Linked DNA regions of Mus musculus: regions 2 and 3 are each linked to region 1. Evidence: chromatin contacts called from public Hi-C and capture Hi-C data. All regions are on one chromosome and are shown on one strand. The core of a region is the stretch at or near the end of the contact, and the rest is flanking DNA. Distances in the headings are between cores, read along the strand shown. Region 1 has its middle 92 kb from the start of Esr1. Region 2 overlaps Syne1 (spectrin repeat containing, nuclear envelope 1). Region 3 overlaps Syne1 (spectrin repeat containing, nuclear envelope 1).

The links. Hi-C and Micro-C count contacts between places; a contact is called where the count stands out from the background. Capture Hi-C pulls out chosen DNA fragments and counts their contacts.
Region 2: a contact with region 1 is called in a capture Hi-C map of macrophages, with 4 times the contacts expected there. The contact joins two enhancer-like sites. A contact is called at or near these places in 7 of 39 promoter capture datasets (the 3T3-L1 cell line, cranial neural crest, embryonic stem cells and 4 more), 1 of 15 datasets of contacts at CTCF or cohesin (pro-B cells), 2 of 484 Hi-C or Micro-C datasets (nephron progenitors and ventricular fibroblasts), 4 of 115 datasets of contacts at active chromatin or transcription factors (the 230-238 cell line, bone marrow-derived macrophages and large pre-B cells) and 3 of 9 other capture datasets (adipose tissue, macrophages and pancreatic islet).
Region 3: a contact with region 1 is called in a Hi-C map of uterus, with 2.4 times the contacts expected there. The contact joins two enhancer-like sites. A contact is called at or near these places in 2 of 15 datasets of contacts at CTCF or cohesin (the NIH/3T3 cell line and pro-B cells), 5 of 484 Hi-C or Micro-C datasets (bone marrow-derived macrophages, large pre-B cells, muscle stem cells and 1 more), 6 of 115 datasets of contacts at active chromatin or transcription factors (the 230-238 cell line, bone marrow-derived macrophages, double positive thymocytes and 3 more) and 3 of 9 other capture datasets (liver, macrophages and pancreatic islet).

What each region holds. Positions count from the first base shown.
Region 1 is chr10:4,616,631-4,619,491 of GRCm38.p6, forward strand. It overlaps a transcript of Esr1 not described here. Among named protein-coding and RNA genes, the nearest start is that of Esr1, 92 kb to the right of the region's middle. Within about 2 kb of position 1,486, at least 53 of the 459 cell types and tissues checked have an H3K27ac peak or open chromatin away from gene starts, as enhancers often do. A contact at or near this core is called in adipose tissue, pro-B cells and uterus, where this site is marked.
Region 2 is chr10:5,109,477-5,112,337 of GRCm38.p6, forward strand. It overlaps Syne1 (spectrin repeat containing, nuclear envelope 1), which reads right to left. Exons shown (of 146, transcript NM_001347711.1): 117 at 1,899-2,032; 118 at 1,355-1,559. Among named protein-coding and RNA genes, the nearest start is that of Gm51757, 220 kb to the right of the region's middle. Within about 2 kb of position 1,480, at least 31 of the 459 cell types and tissues checked have an H3K27ac peak or open chromatin away from gene starts, as enhancers often do. A contact at or near this core is called in adipose tissue, where this site is marked.
Region 3 is chr10:5,078,703-5,081,563 of GRCm38.p6, forward strand. The region is part of intron 127 of Syne1 (spectrin repeat containing, nuclear envelope 1); the gene reads right to left. Among named protein-coding and RNA genes, the nearest start is that of Gm51757, 250 kb to the right of the region's middle. Within about 2 kb of position 1,394, at least 70 of the 459 cell types and tissues checked have an H3K27ac peak or open chromatin away from gene starts, as enhancers often do. A contact at or near this core is called in pro-B cells and uterus, where this site is marked.

The DNA.
Region 1 (2,861 bases), core at 236-2,735:
GAAAGGGTGAAAGATGTGGCTCAGCAGTAGAGAGCTTGCTTGGAATATGCAAGGTCCTATGATTAGTTTCTAGGAGTGAACATACATACAGACAGACACACCTATGCTGGGTATTTTGCTATCTTTATAATTGAAAGATGGATCTAGCAACTAACTGCCAAACAGATCCCAGAAGGTTTTTCATTCAGGGACCACTAGGGACTAAGCAGCACACTTTATATGTGCAAAATGCTTTTTCCCTGGGATATTTTTATGGCAAAAACAATCTTATTTGGATAGAATATAGATTCATAAGAAAATGCTTCTATTTGTATGACATGGAGACTGGTGCAATTATTTGCAATTTATACACACTTGTCAAATATGTACTCAAGTTCGTACTTTACATTTCGTACTTGAGCAGTCCTTTGACTTTGGAGGCCTAATTCCCTAGCAAGTGAATGAAGGCCTGGCATACTGGGTATGACCTCAGTGCTGGTACTGAGTCACGCTTCTGCGCCTCCTGTCTTCAGCCACCTCCATTTGGAATAGTGAGCCAGGACATTAACATATGTACTATTAGAGCCGTAGGTGCCTGTCTGGGAGTACAAGATAGCTGATGCCATTGAAGGCTTGCCTAGGGAAGGGAGCCTGTGACACCTCTCGCCACCACTGAAATGCTTCAGATGATTTGGAGCTGAACCCAGTGATTGGGGAGCTAAAGAGGAGGGGTGTAAGGAGATTGTTTTTCCCCTTTCTCTCTGTCTCTGTCTCTCTGTCTGTCTCTCTGTCTGTCTCTCTGTCTCTGTCTCTGTCTCTCTGTCTCTGTCTCTCTGTCTGTCTGTCTGTCTCTCTGTCTGTCTCTCTGTCTCTCTGTCTGTCTCTCTGTCTGTCTCTCTGTCTGTCTCTCTCTGTCTCTCTCTGTCTCTGTCTCTCTCTGTCTCTCTCTCTCTCTCCCTCTCTCTCTCTCTCTCTCTCTCTCTCTCTCTCTCTCCCCCTCTCTCTCTTTCTCATCCTTTAAAGGAGTATGGTACGGTAAAAGGTTAGGGTGACAGCTATGTAAGAAAACAAGGCAGGTGTCTGTTGGGGACAAAGGTTGGGAGAAAATGCTAAGCACATTCAGTAATCTAATTTAGGTTACAACGAATCTCAAAGGCTGCTGAGAGTGTCCCTTGGCAGCTGATGCCTGGCTTTCCTGTTTTGAGCAGAGAGGGGCAGGGAGAGGGTAACAGGGTATCACTCTGTTGGAGGGACATTGCTCATGTTGCTTTGGTGTCCTTCCCTCTAGTCCATTTTCAGACTTCACCAATCAAGCAAAGGGCTGCTTCAAATCTAGTGTGCAACCAAACCAAACCAAACCAAACCAAACCAAACCAAACCAAATCAAAACAAAACAAAAAAAGATTCATAGAAAAATGTTTTCTAGGAAAGGCAAAACCCAGAAACCAAGAGTCAGCTCACTGTAGCACTTCTGTTGCATAAGCAGGGTTCAAGTGCAGAGTATTAATCACTGAGAACAGTTCACAAATTATTTGTGTTCCGATGAGACAGGCCCTCAGTCTCCTTCCTTCTCACTGTTTGGACTTGGTCCATCTCACTCCTTCTTCAGCATTGAGAGTAGAAAGGACATTTAAATGTGCCAATTTTCTCCTTGTGGGAAGCCTCACTCATGTGTTGAGCAAGGAGAGAGATTTATATTGTTACAGAGAAGAAGGCTTGGGGGAAGGTTCAAGGCCTTAATTTGTTCATAGGGAATGCTATCATCTACCACCGTTTATATTTGAGACTTGAACACACCAGGCAGGTTGTAGAAGTAAAAAAGTGTGGCTAAAAGCCTGCACTTGACTTCTTCATCTAGTTCAGTTCAATTTATTGCCCCCCCCCCCAAAATTATCAAACCTATTCTCAGAGGAGAAGTATTTTCTGTGACCACAAGGAAACATCTGTGAGGTCAAACCTGAGCCAGTCAGAACATTTAGCATGTGAGGTTTAGATTTCAGGAGAAGAAAATTAATCAAGGAAACCCTTAAAGCTATGAAGAAGGCAAATCAGAAAAGTCTCTTATCGCTGGCAAGCTGAGGCTCTGAGTTCATATTAATTAAGACATGTCAGACTCCACAATGAATCAAGTAGGGAGTGTCATATTCTGGTAACTTTGGAAGCCAGTGTCAGTCCTGACCGCCAGGATTTATGGTAGATTATATAATGGAATCTTGAGTTCTGAGACATCAAAGGAAAGTTCTGGCTCTTTCCTCATGCACTCTCTTAGGTCAAGCCTACCCAGCAACAAGCCAAGCGGAGGGCTGAGCTCGTAGAGACTGCCAAACCTGATAATGCATAACTAGAGAGTAGCTATGGAGGGGAAAAATGTGGACTGAAGTCAGGTAAAGACTGCCAGGCAACTTGGTTAACGTCCACAGTCCAGTTCTGCTCAACAGCAGCCAATCGCTGGCTTTGTGTAGTGATTTAGAACCAGTCTAAAACACTAGGGCAGAAGAAGTAAACTTTATTACCAAGGTGGTTGCATGCTCGTGCAAACGTTCTCCACATCAGTATCATCTGTGATTGTGTCTAATTCTGAGTATCTACAGGGAGCGGATTTTACTCTCTTTCTTACAGGCGTGGGCAGAAGTGCTGGAGGAAGCCTGTACCATCTGAGGGAACACCTGGGAAAGGTTTCTTTCATTTTTCTCCCCTCCAGCGTACACACGCTCCCCACTGAAAGGCCAATGCTTTCTATCACTTGGGATTCATCAAGTTTATATGTTTGTATCATCTTAATTTTAGCAGGACACAGGAACGAAGTATATCAGCCTACAGGATGAGGTTTGAATTACTTTAGTTAACACACACACACACACACACACACACACACACACACA
Region 2 (2,861 bases), core at 230-2,729, 490 kb after region 1:
AGAGAAGAGAAGAAACCACGATGCACTAGATGTGGCAGTAAGGAGAAACCTTAGGTCATGTTCTCCTCACTTTTTTGTATATGTAAACATATCAAACTGAAGGCATGGTGCTGTAGTTCGCCTTTCCTACTTATTTCTATGGAGGTCTTTGGCAATAGTCTATCTGTGGTCACCTAATTGTAGCTACACCAGGATTCGGGTGCTGGTGGGGTGTGGAGGTCAGAGATGGCTCAGGTGGACAGAGCTAAGGACCTTCTCCACCTCTCTCTCCGTGGCATCTCCAGCCTGTACTTTATGAAACCCAACCATATGCCCATAACTGTGAGCCAGTGGGGGTTCCCTGTTTCTGGGTCCTATGGAATAGTAACAGATTACAAAGGACTTCTGCTCCTGATGGCAATTGGGGTTCCATCTGCACAAGATGGCGGCTGGATCCTGCTGTGCCTGAACAGTGAGTTTCCTTTCAGAGAAGAACGAAGGGCACCTTTAACCTTGACACAGATAACAACATGTGTCTTGGTTCTGAAACACTGAAAATGACTGCTCTTATAAAGACAAAAAAAATGCCAACCAAAACGAAGGTTATCTTTATTGTAAACAATAACCCTGCCGCTTGAAACCTTTATTTAGACTGAAGGTATAATCTTCAGTTTATGTGGGTTGTTTTATAACTTGACTACTTTAATAAACTGATTTGGGAAAGCTTTTAAGCAGATCTTTGTAACAAAGATCATTAAAATAAAGACAAATAAGGACAAACAATAAGAGGTCCATAATGGGTGGAATAAGAGAAGGCCTTTCTCAAAAGCCCTAAGTAGGTTATTGGCAACTATGGAGGAAAGGGGAATCATATAAAAGCTATTAAAATGTGTGGCAGCAAGCTGCTGCTCTCTGCTGTTAAATACCTGAATGCAGCTATTGTCTGATGCACTGCAGCAGATAACAAATCTAAGTGGATGATTTTTTTTTTTAAATAATGTGGATAACTTTAACAGTTGATTTTTTTTTTAAAGGCATGATTTTTCCCCCATGTGGTTGCAACTTACAGTGACTATTTCAGTACAAACAGATAGCCTACATTTCCCTCATAGATTTATACCCCACTAGGGAAAAGTGGGAAAGGCAACTCATTTTTAAAAATAAAACAATGGGAAAGAAACTCACAAATTGTAAACACATGCAGGAGGGCTCTGTAAGACTAGGCTCTTCAGTTAATGGGGTGATGAATTTGGGATAAACTGTCTCACAGATTTAGATAGCCCCAAAGCTCACATGCATCTCTACTAGCCCTACAAAACCAATGAAACTGAAGGCCAGCGGGTTGGGCAAGTCCCAAACAAGTCCCTGAACATACGTTGCAATCCTGAATCCACTTGGTGACTTCATCATCAGCGATATCCTTGTTAGTGGCTGCCTTCAACAGTACACTGGTCTGTTCCTCTTGTCTCTGGATGGCAGAGGCACACTGCTTTGAGTAGTCCTTGTATCTCTGCCAGAGCTGAAGGAGGGCCTTGCTGGAGTGCAGCTGTTCAGCGATCTCTTCCAGTAAGTTATTCCATCTGCAAGCAACAGCGAGCACTTAGGGCAGACTCATATCTCTTACCAAAGGCTATCACTTACTATTTTATTTGTCTTCATCATGGTTCATGTGAACATGGGCATAGCAAAACAATGACTCATGTCTATTTAACATAATAAAGGCTAATGTGTCACATTCATATTCCAAGGGGATGAAAACTATCCTTGGGACTATGGAAGTCCTGATCCTTCCTAAATGTCTTCTTTGTGGTTATTTTTCATTAAATTCGGTTTATAAAAAGAAAAACAACCAAAACATTAGTAGAGTAGACTCTTTAGATCTACAGCTGAGAATGCTGTAAGAGTAGCTGGTCCCATACCTCATATTGACTTCTTGCAGAGTACTGGAGAGGGTTTCTGCCACAGGTGGGTGACACTCCTTCAATAGTTGGTTGGTGATAGAGCCAAATTTCTGTAAGCCTCCTTCCTGTTTTTCTAGTTCATCATGAAGATTCTGCTCAAAGAAAGAGAACCACAGGTGACAAACAGGAACTAATGAGCAAGTTTAAAATGGACAGGCATGTGCTACTCCACTGCTGTTAAAAAGATAACTTCTTATAGTTCTGTTCGTGTGACTGCATGAGAGGAGAGTCACAGCAACTGAGCCCCCTTCTGCACATGGACTCTTCTTTAGAAGCCCATGAAGGATGTCCTTGCTTAGGGAAGATGCTGTAGCAGCGGTCCAGGCACTGTCTGCCACACTGTGGCTCTTTTTGCCAAAACAAGGGTGCCAGGTCAGTAGCACGGAGAGTGGTTCTCCCAGTAACTGATGAAGAAGACAGCCAATCTCAGCTTTTCTGAGGACCACTTCTAAGTTCTACCTCATGCAAAGAATTTTCCAGGTCTACATTAAAAAAAAAAAAAAAAACTCACAGAAAGTAACTGTACATATCCATAGGACAATTGAATAAGTGTTCAAAAACATTCATATCTGTTTATATTGTAGGATGGTTAAGTTAATCTAATTAACAGACCATCACCTCACATATTTAATAACTTTTGTCTAGCCCACTTCTCATCCTTCCTAATGCTGAGACCCTTTAATATAGTTCCTTATGTTGTGGTGACCCCCAACCATAAAATTATTTTCATTGCTATTTCATAAGTATAATTTTTGCTACAATTATGAAACTTAATGTAAATATGTGTTTTCTGATGGTCTTACACAACCCTTGTGAAAGGGTTGTTTGACCCTGTCAGGAGTCATGACTCACAGGTTGAGAACCACTTGTCTACAACTGTGAAAACTCATAGAGTACAATACTGGGAGAGAGATAGTTATG
Region 3 (2,861 bases), core at 144-2,643, 460 kb after region 1:
GGTTTGTCTCCCTCTGAGTAGCTTCCTCTGCTTGTTGGCCATGATGCAGAAAACATATGCTAGGGCTCCCCCTTCACCAACATCCACAGAGAGGGTGGTCACACGATAAAAGGAAATCACCTATTTCTTTGAGAAGTTGATGTGCCCAGAGTGAATTAGGCAGTTTAAGTGATTGGCTTTTGGTTAGTCAAAGGTAGGCTCAGTAAAGCTGGAGTCTTTGCTCTAGGCTGTAATTTATAGAAGGATCAATCACATGTCCAGACGCAGCTAAGACTCAAGGCTAGTCTCCACTACTCTGCCATCAAAAATAGAGCAAGTTTCTCATCTTCTACGAGCCTGTCTTTTCTCATTTGACACTGCATTTTCTCCAAACACTAGTATTTAGTGTTTGTAACAAATGATCGATCACCTTTCATATGTCAAGTGCTGTACTATATCTATCCCAGGATGTGGTGTGTTGACAGGAAGACACAGGCAAGTGACAATTTAAAAAGCACTGTCAAACACCACAGGTTTGACAATGTTGTGTTAGTTTGATAGTTTTTCCTTCTTAGCATTCATGTGCTCAATGTCTCCAGGGAGCAGTTTGAATATGCATCCTTCCTGTTTGTCTCACAACATGATGACACTGCTTTCATTTGTTTACTGTGGAGCTATGACTGAAAAAAAAAAACCAAAAACTAAATATGTGGGCTGCAAGCATTGGGTGCAAGCCAGGGCCAAAACCTTTTTTGCAAAGATGTAAATCCCTAAGAAGGGTGGCATTTGATGTTGTTTATAAACTAAATATCCAAGCTATATATAAATGAACCATTTCTTTCTTTGGATTCAGTTGAAACCCTGAAATTTACCAGCTCAGCACATATATTGTCTTAAGGGTACTGCCGCCATGGTATATTGCCTCCAGAGTGAGACAGCTGAATAGGTAGTACATTTTTTTTCTAACAGTAAGTGTTTTTATCAAGACATTGTGGGTGGGTGTAAACAGACACACACACTCACACACAAATGCACACATACAAATGCATATACATGAGCAATTCTAGTGGTGCAGTGTTATATATTTACATTACAGCTAGAATCACACATAGTTCTATACAAGCAACAGAGGAAGAAAAGCAATATAATCCTCAAGGGAGCTAGCTACAACAGATCCCTTGGGCAGCTGAAAAGCCAATTCCCTTTTGCTTTTCTTCTGATGCTCCCAAGCATCTGCTTGAAGCTGGCTTCCTCATCCTCATCTGTGGACCCTCCCAGTTACTCCTGCACATCAGCCGCTTCGAAGGGAGCAGAGCCGGCTGGCTCCTCCTGAGCTGGCGTAACGCCATCTGTGTTCAGCAGAGTTTGGCGACTTTTACAAGGAGTAGAGCACTGGCTTGTTTCCTGTTTTGGATTCATATTTGACAGTAGTTCACCGGAAATGACAAACCCAGGAGCCACTAAAACCTCTGGGTCCCTCTCCTCCAGAAGTATTACATCCTGGCACCTGGCCAGACCCAAAACTACTATCTCACTGGTTTAAACACTCGAGTGTAGATTGGACTGGGACAGAATAATTATGTGTTAGTTTCATACCTCAGGAGTCTGGCAGAGGAAGATCCTAGAAGCATACTCTATCTACTTCCTTTTTTTTTTTTTTTTTTCAGGTTTTGGCCTGCTCACAGGCACAGTGTATAAATCTCCTCAGAGCATATCATGTGGCCAAACACCACTTTCAAGCTGTATTTTCAAGTAGATATATGTACTCTATCGACAATTTTAGAAAATATGAATGTCTGACTTAGTTAGTAATAATAATACTTTCATGGAATGATTACACGATTTGCCTGAATGAGAAATCATCATATGACTATCAATTTCTTCATCTCCAAAATATGATAATTCTGGCATTATTTTTATCCTCAGAGGTACCTAAGTATTAGGACATATACGGAGGACATTGCCTTCATTATTCCCCATAGGCAAACAACACTTAGCTGCTATAGGCACTGGCTTGTCCAAAGAAATGGCCTCTGCATCTAAGAGCATCAAAGTCTTGGGATCAGACGACAATCAGTCGGGAAAGAAGACTATGATCCATGCTGGCAGATAACCAGGAGGAAATGGGAATGCGCCGGACTATGATCCATGCTGGCACATAACCAGGAGGAAATGGGAATGCGCCGGACTATGACCCATGCTGGCACATAACCAGGAGGAAATGGGAATGCGCCGGACTATGATCCATGCTGGCACATAACCAGGAGGAAATGGGAATGCGCCGGACTATGATCCATGCTGGCACATAACCAGGAGGAAATGGGAATGCGCCGGACTATGATCCATGCTGGCACATAACCAGGAGGAAATGGGAATGCGCCGGACTATGATCCATGCTGGCACATAACCAGGAGGAAATGGGAATGCGCCGGACTATGACCCATGCTGGCACATAACCAGGAGGAAATGGGAATGCGCCGGACTATGATCCATGCTGGCACATAACCAGGAGGAAATGGGAATGCACTGGACTATGATCCATGCTGGCAGATAACCAGGAGGAAATGGGAATGCGCCGGACTATGATCCATGCTGGCACATAACCAGGAGGAAATGGGAATGCGCCGGACTATGATCCATGCTGGCACATAACCAGGAGGAAATGGGAATGCGCCGGACTATGATCCATGCTGGCACATAACCAGGAGGAAATGGGAATGCGCCGGACTATGATCCATGCTGGCACATAACCAGGAGGAAATGGGAATGCGCCGGACTATGATCCATGCTGGCACATAACCAGGAGGAAATGGGAATGCGCCGGACTATGACCCATGCTGGCACATAACCAGGAGGAAATGGGAATGCGCACTATGATCCAT